2 separate regions of the Mus musculus genome follow, and region 1 is linked to region 2. A link is a contact called in public Hi-C data. All regions are on one chromosome and are shown on one strand. Each heading gives the region's core, a stretch centred on a gene start, on an enhancer-like site or on the middle of the called end of the contact. The rest is flanking DNA. Distances are from core to core; before and after follow the strand shown.

What was found. Hi-C and Micro-C count contacts between places; a contact is called where the count stands out from the background.
Region 1: a contact with region 2 is called in a Hi-C map of cardiac endothelial cells, with 2.5 times the contacts expected there. The contact joins two enhancer-like sites. A contact is called at or near these places in 2 of 484 Hi-C or Micro-C datasets (cardiac endothelial cells and psoas muscle) and 1 of 115 datasets of contacts at active chromatin or transcription factors (cardiomyocytes).

What each region holds. Positions count from the first base shown.
Region 1 is chr4:105,501,739-105,508,302 of GRCm38.p6, forward strand. No RefSeq gene overlaps it. Among named protein-coding and RNA genes, the nearest start is that of Gm40217, 190 kb to the left of the region's middle. Within about 2 kb of position 4,628, at least 5 of the 459 cell types and tissues checked have an H3K27ac peak or open chromatin away from gene starts, as enhancers often do. A contact at or near this core is called in cardiac endothelial cells, where this site is marked.
Region 2 is chr4:105,310,137-105,317,173 of GRCm38.p6, forward strand. Gm40217 (a long non-coding RNA gene) reads right to left here. Exons shown (of 4, transcript XR_867967.1): 2 at 5,340-5,449; 3 at 4,749-4,861; 4 at 242-900. Among named protein-coding and RNA genes, the nearest start is that of Gm40217, 5.5 kb to the right of the region's middle. Within about 2 kb of position 3,490, at least 17 of the 459 cell types and tissues checked have an H3K27ac peak or open chromatin away from gene starts, as enhancers often do. A contact at or near this core is called in cardiac endothelial cells, where this site is marked.

The DNA of each region.
Region 1 (6,564 bases), core at 3,378-5,877, 190 kb after region 2:
GCTGACACCTTGACTTCTGTCTTGTTTACAGAGGACTTTCTGTTGTTTTAAGCCACAATGCTTGTGATCACTTGTGACTATTGCCACAAGAAACATCATCTGGCTTTTTCCCCAAATGTCACTATGAGCAGGACTATGAATATTTTAGCTTTATTTTTTTGCCAAAACGATCTTACAAAATAAGTGCATCCATATTCTAGGATATCAGGAGTGTGTGTGTGTGTGTGTGTCTGTGTGTCTGTGTGTCTGTGTGTGTGTGTGTGTGTGTGTGTCTGTGTAGGTCAGAGCTGCAAGCCCCTCAATGAATACCCAGTGCTTAGAGGTTAAAGATAAGAAAACCTACAGAAGGAGAGGGGCTTGAGCAGAAGCTGAGATGGCTAAGCAGTGCATCTAAGAGCAGGGGTCTGACTCAAGATTCAAGTTTCCTGACTTTGGCCAGGTGCTTCCTGAAGACTTCTGGCTCAGCAAACTAGCAGGAAAGAATCGCCTGAAACATGCCCTGTGACACTGACTTTCTAAAATGAATTTCAGATGGGCCCTTTTGCTCTGGTGATGGGCCCAAGGTAGAATTGGAGATAACAAATGGTCTTGAAGAATCAAGATTTCACCAGGCATTGGAAAGAGATCCCTGGTACAGGGAGAGTGTGGCTAGGTGTGCTGGGCTTTGGGATTTGAGGGCTTGGCCAGAATCCTCCCTTTGCCACTCTGGTTCTGTGAACTTGGAAAAGTTTCTCTCTGGAAGATTCTGTTTCCTCAGCTGTAGTAACTGCATTTGACCGGGTTATTCTCAACATACAACGAGGTGCTGTATAATGAGGGTAACTTGTGCCATGCCTGTTGTAGTGGCTATTCCTGGTTGTCAACTTGACAATATTTGGAATGAACTACAATCCGGAATTGGAAGGCTCACCAGTGACCCTTATCTGGAGGCTTGGAGATCCTTATCTGGATCTTGGTTTGAAGATTTTGAGCCATAGTGGCTATGGATTCCAGAAGATTGAATCTCCGAGTTTAAGGAACACACCTTTAATCTGGGCTACGCCTTTCATCTGGGATTAAGGGTGTGGTGGAACACACCTTTAATCTGGGCTACACCTTCTGCTGGAGACAATATAAGGACTTTGGAAGAAGGGAGTCTAGCTCGAGCTCTTGCTCCTTCGCCTGCTTGCTGCGTGAGACTGAGTAACTGCTAGATCCTTGGACTTCCATTCACAGCTGCGATTGAACAATTGTTGGGAATTGGGCTGCCGACTGTAAGTCATCAATAAATTCCTTTACTATCTAGAGACTATCTGTAAGTTCTGTGACTCTAGAGAACCCTGACTAATACACCTGTCAATCAACAATCAATAGATTCCACATTTTATTCTATTATTGTGGGGAAAAGTACACTGTAGCAAAGGATAGGGGAGATTATTCTTTTAAGTATTTCCTATTTGGGTGATCTTTACAATGGTCATGGAATTTCTTTAATAATCAGGAAAAATATAGCTGTCTCTTGTGAGACTATGCCGGGGCCTAGCAAACACAGAAGTGGATGCTCTCAGTCAGCTATTGGATGGATTGCAGGGCCCCCAATGGAGGAGCTAAAGAAAGTACCCATGGAGCTGGGAGGGATCTGCAACCCTATAGGTGGAACAACAATATGAACTAACCAGTACCCCGGAGCTCTTGACTCTAGCTGCATATGTATCAAAAGATGGCCTAGTCGGCCATCAGTGGAAAGAGAGGCCCATTGGTCATGCAAACTTTATATGCCTCAGTACAGGGGAATGCCAGGGCCAAGAAGTGGGAGTGGGTGGGTGGGGGAGCGTGTAGGGGACTTTTGGGATAGCATCGGAAATGTAAATGAAATAAATACCCAATAAAAAAATAAATAAAACAACATAATTTAAAAAAATAATCAGGAAAAATGGTGAAGCTGAAAAACATGTGTACCTTGTGGTGACAGAGCCAGCTGGGATGTAGGATGCTTGTGTGCAGTAGCTGGAAACAGTATTATCAGACTATCACTATTATCAACTTACTGTTGCTAACAGAAATGCCTACATCCCTCTTCTAGGAAATGCAAAACTGTAAATTTTTGTTGGATAAATATATAAGCAAGATCAAGGGCATCTTGGTCCTGGAAAAACTGAGGTGAGACCATCCTACAATTAAACAACTGTTAGTCTATAACAGCCTGATGCCCTGAGAGGAACTGGGAGCTGCTGCTCAAGAGACATAAGCTTCCGATCCAGCTGGCTGCTCCAAGATACGTGACTAGGCCGGTGGCTTCTGAGTTTGTTTCCTAATCCATGTAACATGCTTTTTTATGATACTCAAAGAAGACCAAAGTTGTCAAAATAGCTAATGACTAGGAGGCAGACCAAAGGGGCACTGAAATGGCCATGCTCTATCAACTAGTGATCGCTACAGAATGAACCCCCATAGTCTATTTTGATTTTGTTCATTTGGTCCAACTGTCACATTTTAATTTATATTTTCATCACTTCACTTTGGCCTATTAGCATTTTGGTTGGCCTTTCTGGTTCTGATGTGGGATTTCTATAGTTCCAAGAGGGTGCCTCTCCTCACATAGCCCCTGCTGTGTTCTCTCAGGGAATTAGTCTTTACATCCACACTGCCCTGTTCTCTCATGGAATCCATTCATATAGACCCCTTGCCATGTTTGCTCATGGAATTCTTCCATGCCCCTTAGCACCTTTCAACGCCTTTCCATCTTTCAGATGTGGAAGAAGGAAAACATTTCTCAACTTTAGAGTCATCTTTTCTAATGAGAGCTCTGAAGAGAGCCGAAAACTTTGTCCACCTGGCCCAGTTGCCAAGATGTCCTAGAGCCATGCAACTTATCAAGATGGAGCAAAGGTTCCAGGTCCTCTCGTCATAATGCTTCCTCTTATCTGATGCCTGGTCTCACTATCACTGAGAAGCAGCCAATGGAATCTGACCAACTGTTATTCTCTTTTGTGGGCATGTTCTAGCTAACTCTGGGATATTTCTTTCTGACTGATTGGCTCATAGTCTCTACACTATAGAGACTTTCCCATGAGACAGGGTAATTGATCCTTTTGTTCCAGTGCTAGAAGCTGTACTGCCTGTCATCCTTACCTTTAGGAAGCTCAGGGCTCATCCACGGGAAGAACAATTAGGGAGCCTTACTTTGAATATGGTACTGTAAAGTACAAAGAACAAGACACTGAAGTAACATGTGATAGTGGGACCCAGAGTCAAGGGTATAAGGAAGGCCACCTTGAGAAAGTGACATCCAGTACTTAAGGGTGAGCTGACCAGCTGTCATCTTCTGACCAGCGGGAAGTTCTGCAGTCAAGCCTATACCTACAAGAGATATCCCTAATCTTTTCTGACACATGGACCAGAAAGTCTCAAGCCATCCCCTGGAAGTCTACCGTTATCAAATTGCAGACACTCGTGGGATGGCTGAAGGCAAGCCAGTGTGGTGTCCTGAGCATGGGGCAGTCTCCGTGTTCTGCCTTTGCCACTGTGGGCTATGAGATATTTAGTGAGATACTTATGTGATCCATAACTTCCATATTTGGGAAATAAAAGTGAAAATCTTCCAGGCCACTGTAAATAACTAACGAGATAATAAACACAACTTAGTTTAACTGCTAAGAACATGAAATAAAGAGGGGAAGGCGCTTGGAGGTCATCTGATCCAGCACCAAGGTGCAACACAGGGTAGAAGATGCTGATCCCATTGGACAGTTCTTTTGAAGACTCACCCTGGCTTGGACTCTGGAGTTCTATTCTTGCCATTAATACACACGTTTCCGTTATAATATCTAAAGCACGAAGAGCTAGATTTTAATTATTAGCTGCACAACTCAGACATGACAAAGGAGACAGTGCTTCTTTTTAATGAAATCACTGAAATTCTACTTGCCTGACATCATGGACTCCATCACCTCCTCACATCTCCGAGGCTGGAGTGGCTATGTCCTATCCTGATGGTAAATGGCTCTGTGGGGAAATTGTTAGGTTGAATTCAATTAACAAATGACTAAGCTTGGGCTGGAAGGAAACAGCTGGTTTGGCCTCTCTAGAAATCTGTGCATTTTGAATAACAAAGCTGTTACTGAACTGATTTAGAGCCGAGGGCACTAAGCATCACATGGACCTTAGACAGTCAGTAGGCTGTTGGAAGGTGTCAAACCTTAACAACACAGATAGTAGCCACATTTACAGGTGGATGAAATGGAATAAAGGTCCACACCCCAGATCAATGGAGGCTAACTGTTAGTTTTGAGACATTTGTTGGTAAAGTACAGCAAGGTAGATACAGGCTCCTTGGTCAGTCAGTGTCTGGTCAGTGTCAGCTTGTAGCTAGTCTACTGCTCAGGAGCAAAGCTGAAGTGGTGGCAGAGATCAGCTAGGATAACTGCTTGCTTGCCCCAGACTGATTATCAGCTGAACACACAGAGGTTGGCTAGATGGCCTGAATGCCTCCTAAGTGTGTGCTAAACGGTACCCGATCTTGAGTGAATGATCCAGGTATGTTGCTGCTGATTGCTATCAGCCAGGATTGAAAACAGGGTCTCAGCAAAGATCACAAGCTTTAAAAGGACAGCACATCCCCTTTCTTTGTGCTTCCTAAAGCATTTCCTCCCAATCCCTTTGGATGGAGCTCAGGAGTTGTTTCCTCTTTAGGATCACAACAAAGGGCAGTGGGGACAAGTCACTCTGGGAACTTTAATTGGCAAATGTCCAAATACCTGCCACACCCCACCTCCCAGTGTGTGTATGTTAAATTGAATTGTGTGTGTGTGTAGTATAGTATTTGTGAATCTGGTATGCATGTAATATTTTGCATAGTGTGATCTGCATTTCTGTTTTATATGATATCCATATAATTTATGTGGCACATACATATACATACATATACATATATATATATATATGGTTAGTGTACATATGGGGGAGAGTGTGCTGAGGTGAGCATGTATATGTATTAAACATGTGAAATGGGCTATCCCTCAAGGCCATCCCAGCTATAAACTCTGTGCTAGCATCATCCTCCAAGAGCTCAGAGAAATCAAATACTGACAAGAAGGAGGCACAGCACATGCTCCTCCAATTGGCCAGGAACCTGTTCCGGTGGGGCACCTGGTATATTATGTAATTCATAGTATCCTATGAAGCATTAAGTGGGATACTGAAATCAAAAGGTAAAGCAGTTGTCCAAGGCCATTTATCTTGTGCCTGGTGGGAGAAGGTTTTGACGTGCTTATGCAGTCAGCCAACCTGAGACAGGCAAGTGCCCAGGCAACAATGCAATAAAAGATGAAGGACTATATAGCCAGAGGAGGTGGTAGAAGAAGATAGGGGCATTGAAATCCTATTGTTAGACCCTGGGAAGCCTTCCACTGGAGGTCTTAAGGGACTGACATTCTTCAAAGTCATCTTCTTTTGGCTTTCTGGGAAGACTTAGAGTGAAGAATCGGGAAGTCAGTTCACAGAAACAGATCATTCCAAATAAATACCTTGTGTTCAACAGGAACAGCCAGGCTGAGTCCAGAGCAGTTATGATAGAATCCCCTAGGGTGTTGCTTTCCAAGGACAAGTTTCAGATTCTATATCGGTCAAGAGTTTGGGCTTTCTTTTTTATTGCGGCCGGACTGTGATCGCTATCTGCAAGGGAAACAGACAGTGGAAACTATTTCATTAGAGCCGATGAGAAAAACATATTTCCATAGTGCCCTGAATAGCAAAACTTGGCGTTTGAAGTCATTATTGAAATAATGGGCCAGGTGGGAAATGAGAACGATAAAGAGAGGAGAGAGGATGGGAACTTGAAAGGTCAAGCTGGTTGTTGATTGTTGGTGAGAATTTCTCACTCAACATCAGGCTGCTCTCAAGGTTCCTTTTAGAGTCTCGCCTGGGTTGTGACATGGGGAGGAGGAGGGAGAGTATTTGTTTAAACTTCCACTGGTGGTGGCTTACTCAGGGCTTTCCAGGGCTGTCCAGTGGAAAGAACTCCATTGCTTCCTTTGTTTCTTTGTTCTCCATTCATTAGTTTACTGTGCCATTTCTTCATTCATTCATTCATTCATTCATTCATTCATTCATAGTTTCCTGATACTTCTTATGTATCGGGCGGTGAGTGAGGTGCTAATACAGCAAAGACAAACCAAGGGCTTGTAGTCCCACGAAGAGGAATAAACTGTGGTCAGTCATAGCTTATGTGAGCATGCTATAGTAAAAGCAGGAAAATTTCAACTGAGTGTCATTATGCTATACCTGTTTTGACCACTAAGAATATATTATATAGAGAGTGTGTTCCTTGCCCTCTGAAGGCATCAAAGTCTAAGAAAATAAATTTTCTAAAAGGTCCTTGAACTAACAAGCCCGTGGAAGATACAGTCTGAATTATTGGCAAGGCCAATGAGTGAGATAAGTGTGAGAAAATATTCCACCTCCAGGCTTCATGGGCAGGTTCGGTAGGAAGCCAAGGGATTCCACAGTGGTTGAACTCACTATCTCTAGACCTACCATCTCCCAGATCTGTTGGTAAATGACATTCTTAAGTGAGAAATTCAAAGG
Region 2 (7,037 bases), core at 2,240-4,739:
GTCTCACACCCGGATTGGTTATGCACTGTGCCTCATTTGCATGTTCCTCATCTGATTGGCTACTCTCTCTCTCTCTCTCTCTCTCTGTACCTCACAGAGCCTCATTATCATACCTCATTTGCATGTATCACATCTGATTGGTTATACTCTCAAAGCCTCATTATCATGCCCGGGCCAGGCAGTGTCTTTGCAAAAAACTTTACTGCATATGTACACATTGTTTGTTTGTCCAAACTTATGCGTGGTGGCCAGCAGTAGTCAGTGCCACTCTACAACAGCACATGTGGCTTCCCACATACTCCTAAAGGTCTCTATCTTGTGATGGATACATGGAGGTGGACGGTAATAGCATATACTTCATGGGGGAAATGCAAGGATGGGGTTATGAGAGCATAGATGGGTGTAGCCAACTCCACATTTGCTTGAGGTGAAGAGGGGAAGGGAATCATAGCTTGCTTCTAGGAGCAGCTTAGGAGCCTAACACTTCTGGGATGAATCTGGAGAAAGAGGCTTTAGCCTGTAGGAGAAGAGTATGGTTAGCAGGGATGTGGTATCCAAGGTAGAAGAATGACCTTCCGAGTTCCAGAGACAAACATGGAGTCTGACAAGGAGCAAGGGCAGGACAGGCATCTGAGGGCTGGATACTGAAGGCCCTGAAGCCCATCAGATGACTATGAAGACAGGAGAGCCAAGCAAGGAACTGGAACAGGAGAAAGGCATGAGTTCCTCCCCTGCCCCCATGAGTTTCATAGCAATATTAGTTGTTACCAAAGGACAGGACTGGAGCAGGGCAGGTTGTGGAGCAGAGACAAGCATCCAATGTCTTCCCATAATGCAGTTGAGAGATGGCAGCAGCTCCAACCAAGGCTTGGTGGTGCAGAGACGTACATACTGAGGGAACTGAAGATGAGAGATGCCCTGTTTGATCTCAGCGAAAGAAGAGAATGTTCTGTGTCTGGTGCTCTGGTAGCTTTATTCTCTCTCTCTCTCACACCCCCCCCCCCCTCACCCCCAAGGCCATATTGCATGTGTGTGTGTGTGTGTGTGTGTGTGCGCACATGCTCTCGAGTGTGTTATTTTATTTGTGAATTTCATGTATGAGTACTGTATTTACATAATTTCCACCCCTCTCTGTCCCCCTTCCAACTCCCCTGCCCTAACTCACCCTCAAGTTCCTGACGGATTCTTTAGTTGTTGTCCCATACACACACATACATGTGTACACAATATGCAACCTACTGAGTCCATGTAGTGTTGCTGGTAGCTACACATACATAGGGCTGACCACTTGGGACTGCATAACCTGCCAGTGAGCTGGTTTCTGGAGAGAGCTGATTCCCCCAGTAGCTACTGATGGCCTATAGTGCTTCATCTAGGGTCGAGGCCTTGTGAGGCTTCCTGGTTTGAGCTTTGCACGTCAATTGGTCTGATCATTAGTCAAGATTTGTTTGGGTAGCCATATTGCTGAGTTTTCATGGGCCCAGCTGATCCTGAGATGTAAGTAATTTGTACAAATGGCAACAGCAGGATTCAAACCCAGGTCTATCTGTCTCCAAACCTAAAAACAGTGCCATCCAGACTTCCACCGTTGCTTCAACCTGCGTGTCTAAGTCAATTCCAACAAGTTTTTGCTTCTCATGTTTAAATCAAGGTCCTCCATGTTTTACCTATTCTGAAGCGTTTAGAGTGTCACTATGTAGCCCTGGGTAGACTAGACAAGACTGGCCTGGAACTCACAGAGACACCTCTGCCTCCCAAAGATATGATTAAAGATATGAGCCACCATGGCCAGAAATTCTGAAGGATCGAAGTGAAGCAAAAACGTAGACAGAAAAAAGTCACTGGGTTTATAGTCAACATGTACCTCCGTCTGCCAAAATCCCAGCCACCTCCTCTCTGGGATTTTACTTTTGTTCTTTTAGCATCTTAATACATTATCGATTGATTGATTGGGTGGTTGGTTGATTGATTGTGGAGGCATGTGTGCAGTGAGCTGTGGCATTCATGTGGCGGTTAAAGGACAACTTGAGGTGTCAGTTCTCTCCTTCCACCATGTATATTCCAGAGACCACACTCCGGTTGTCAGTGACTCTGCCCACTGAACCATCTCGCGGGCCCTATAAAGGTCAAAGTTATAAGGCAGCCTTTCTCAGTACCTTTTTCCTCAATTGCCTGTTTAATAGCTTTAGTTTATCATTGCCTCCCACTAGCTTGCAAGCGTCTTAAGAGCACAGATAGTTTCTTAGAACTGTAATAGTCTCAGTACTTAGTTGGGGGATAATAAACATTAATTAGATTTTGGCTGCATGATTGAAAAGTGCAGGATTGCATGAATCACAATGATGGCTCTGTTTGATTTGCTATTAAGTGCTTATTGAGATGGCGCTTAATATATGAGTGTTATCTCACTCCAACTTTGTTTTGTTTATTTTGACAATTGAACCCAGAGTCCTACACACGCTAAGCACATGCCCTGCACATGCTAAGCACATGCCCTGCACATGGTAAGCACACGCCCTGCCCTTCAGCCACATGCACAGCCATGCACATTGCCCCTTTCTGTAACAGCGTTCTTTCTCCTTTCATCCTGTGAGATCATGAAGACTCCGAGTGCCTCCCCTCTCGCCCCCCGGGAGACAAGAGCCTGTGTGACTCAACAGAGTGCTCCTTAGCCGATCCCTCCAGGTCCCTTGGCACAGATTATATTCTCCTTCCATCCTGCTTTAATCACCAGAGCCCCCAGTCCTCATCAAGCTCCCCGCCCTGTCTCAAACCAGTGCTTAAATGACACCAGTCTCTCAGAAGAAACAATGTAATTTTTCTGACCCTGGCTCACTCCTGCCTTTACAAATGTGAGATACTCAACAGGATCTTAGCAAGCTGTATCAGAAGACAGAACTGTACAACAAAGGCTGTGGACAATTGTGTTCCCATTTCCCTGCCTTTTTTTTTTTTTTTTTTTTTTTTGTGCTTTGTGGAATTGCTCTCCCAAAATATTCCCAATGCTTTATTTACTTAGACTTCAGGTTTATTTTGGGCTGAACTTTCCTGGAGCTGCGTCTTAGGATGTGCTTCGTATCCTGCTGCATTGCCATGTGACTTCAGCTCATCCAGGGAGGACCCGGGGCCCAGAGGATGTCAACCTCCTCTCTGTGCAGCCGAGACAGAGATGACCAACTCAACAGCTCAGCTGGAAATGTGTCCCAGAGGAAAGCCTTTGTGTCCTAGTCACCAAAACTATGCACAATAGCAGACACAAACCTTGTCAACTTTATCAGTTCTGTGTGCCAGGGACTCTGACGTGGCACAGTTTCCAGTGTCTTAGTGATCTGTGACTATAAGTAACTCAGACACTGAAAGACTCAAGTGGCCAGCCAGTGCTGGGAATTTTCTCATGTCAGGAAATTTTGGTGGTGAGGCATGCTAGACGCTTAGCAACTGGAGCACTGCGGGGAAGAAAGTCAGCCAGGCAGGAAGGGAGTGTGGGAACAGACAGGAAGATGACATGCGGCATGCTTTCGTGCTGGACAGCTCTATGTGGAGTCCCTCCTCCTCATAGCCTCAGTTTCCTAACTGGCAAACAGAGGTGATGAGAGCAGGGCACACAGCATGGGCTCTGGGTGCCAAGTCTCATGCCCTTCCCAACCCGTGTCTAGGGGAGGTGAACTGAGGCTTACCCAGTCTGTGCTGGGTCTACTTTGTGGATCTGAGGATGTTAGTGAACCATCAAAGCTGGGACTTGGAGTTCAAGGACTCTAAGGATATTGGAAAAGGACCACTCAGAGTTAGCAGCTCATTCAAGCATTCTGGATTCACACTGGGTCATAGTGTAATGTAGTGTAATGAAGTGCTGGGGGTCTCCAGAAGAACCCAGGGTATACCCGTGAGTCCATTACTGAACTAGCAAGTTTACAACTCCTAAGGTGCTATTTGCACTTTTTCTTTTTGGCAGTGGGTAGGGAAGCAGGGGATGGGGAGAAAGGGGTAGAATGGGGGAGAAGAAGGGGCAGTCAAAAGCAATCAAAGATAAAACCACTGTTTTATTTTGAATCAAAGTTGTGATCCTGTCCTGGAGAGATAGTTTAAGGGTGTGTTCTGCTCTACCGAGAGCCCCAGCTTGGCTCCCAGCACCCATGTAGGGCCATCCCAACCATCTGTAACTACAATTCAAGGTGATCTGGTACCCTCTACTGGACTCTGTGGGCACCTGTAGTCACGTGAGCACAAACCCACATGCACACAGAAATTTTATGTATTATTTTAAAAAAATCCTTAAAAAAATGTACTGGTAGAAAAATGTCTCTAGACGGAACACTTCATATGCTATCACTGCCTTTCAACTCCTGAACTGTGCAACAATCTCTGTGACAAAATAGCTATGACCTGGAAAGTGTCCTTTGAAGGACAGTGGCAGTCTGATGACAAAAGCTGAGCAGAGTGTTTGAGGTGGGAGCTGAACTACATGACTTTATCTGAGTGCCATTTTCCCTTGGCTTGGAAATGGCTTGGAGTGGCTTGGAGCTAGCTACAACACTGTGCTTATTGATCCTTGGGTAGTTGGCGGGGGGGGGGGCAGCGGGGGAGGGAGGCGGGAGAGAAGGAGGGAGGGAGGGAGGGAGGAAGGGAGGGAGGGAGGGAGGGAGAGGAGAGTCTTCTGAAGGCTCCTATGTGAAAGGTTTGGTCCCCAGCCTATGCACTATTGGAAGGCAATGGTACCCTCAAGAGGTGGGACTTAGCAGGGGTCTTACCGTCACTGGACACACTTGACAAGGATATAAGATCACAAGCCCTCTTCTCCCCCTCTTTTCTCAGCTGGGGTACATGTCTCGTCCCACCATGATAATGTGGCCTCTCCACAGACCTAAAGATAATGGAACTCTTAGATCGTAAACTAAAACTTGCAAGATTTTGTGTCCAAATAATCATTTTGTTACTGCCTAATGATTTATAGCAAATTTTCACTATAGTGATGGAAAATTACCATAAAAGACCAAAACGGGGTTGGATGCTTTTCTCCAGCTTTTTTATAAGATTGCCAATGCCCTCTAAAGGCTTAGCTGCTTAATGCTGAAGCATCCGGAGGCTAAGTTTCAACACGAACTTTGGAAGGGACACAAACATGCAAACCACAGCTATCAGTTTCAGATTCCACTCTGCAGCAAGCTTTTAAGAAACCAGCACTTGTCACATTTTGGTGGACTATCCAAGGGGAATATTTGCACGTAGGAGTAGTCCACTCACACCCCTCCCTTTCCTATTCCGGTTCTGTGTGAGGCCAAACTTTTTCACACAGTTCAACCAAATAACAAATCCCTATGGACAGAATTAACATGAGATACCAGAATCTGTTTTGCTTGCTGGTTAGTCGGATCCTGGGCAGGGGATATATAGACTTCAGTGGTAGAGCACTTGCTCAAAATGTGCAAGGCTCTGAGTTCAATCTGTATTACTATAAGAAAGAAAAAGAAAAAATAGTCAGATGTTGAAGATATCTGTAAACACGTGAGACGATGCAATCTTTCTTAAGAATTTTTATGTAGTTTTTAAATGTATAACTATCATTTAGATTGACATGTAATAGATTAGTCATGTATAATTTAATTAATATATAATCTTTCTAAATTATAATTTATAATATAGTAAGCATTACTAGATACGACACATTCTTTGGAATAATCAGGCTTTGTTTCATTATGTTTTAAATTTATTACATGCATGTACGTATGTATGTTTGTATGCATGTATGTACGTTCCTCAAAGCATGTGTGGAGGCCAGAAGACAAATTACAGGTCTTGGTTTTCTCCTTCTACTTGTGGGTCCTGGGGACAAACTCAGGTCATGCGGCTGGGTGACAAGCACCTTTACTCCCCGACCGTCTTGAAATCTCACTTTTAAAAAAGGTTCGTTTTTATTTTATGCGTATGACACTTTTCCTGCATATATGTAAGTGCACTTTGTGTGTGCCTGACACTCGTGGAGGTCTCAAGTTGCCACCAGATGCCCTGGACCTGGAGTTAGGGATGGTGTGAAGACATAAAGATTCTGGGAACTGAACTCTACTCCTCTGCAAGAGCAGCACAGGCCCTCAACCACGGAGCCACCTGCCTCTCCAGCTCCATGCTTTTTCCATGCTTTTTGTGTCCCAGTCGCATGTAGCCTAGGCTGGCTTTGAATTCACCATATGCCTAAGGCTAGCCTTAGGCTTCCAGCCTTACCTCCAAGTGCTGGAATTGCGGGTGTGCACCACCACATTGGGCTTTTAGGTTATTTTGAAGAGCACAAAATTTCATTCCAAATATAGTTTTGGTTATTTACAGCTTGTGCTTAGACAAATTACCTTTTCTGTGCTCCACTTCCTTCACTTGTTAAACAGAGATTATTTTACTCAAGCTCTTGAGACAGGTTATGAAGACCAAATGGAGATTCATGTCTATGAAGTGTTGAGAACAGCTGCTGGCCTCTTGCAAGCCTGTATTGGTCGTACAGTGCATTGGTTATAATAATACAGCAGAATCACGTGATGACCTGCTTCCTCCAGGCTGAGAGGCTGCCAAAGCCGGGCCTCCGTGTGTTTCCTCTCTGGTTTCTAACACTTCACGAAATATTTACTAGGCAGTCAGAAAATTTGGTAAATGAGTTAGAAGCTGGGAAAAGGCACAGCAACTTCTAGCTGGGTTTCTGATAGAGAATCAGATTTATGGATGAGGAGGTCTAATTCCAAAGACTGAGTCTGTAAGGTGGGGCGGAGTGTGACAGAGGTGTGGAAGCTGCGGGCAGGAAGTGGTTTGAGGTATGTGGGGAGAGAGAGGAGAGCCCTGGGTGGTTGCGGTAAGTTTTAATGGGGGGTGTGTTCCATCAACCCTGTGATACCCATTATCTAATGGGGTGGTGCGACAGGCTGCGTGGGCACAAGGGTAGAGACCGGCTCCACCTACCGGTGGGGTTGGGTAACACAACTGGCCTTTTTTACCTTGACTTGTAGTGGGGGATGTCTGTCTGTCTCTTTAGATCTGATCTAAAGTTACTAAGATAGGGG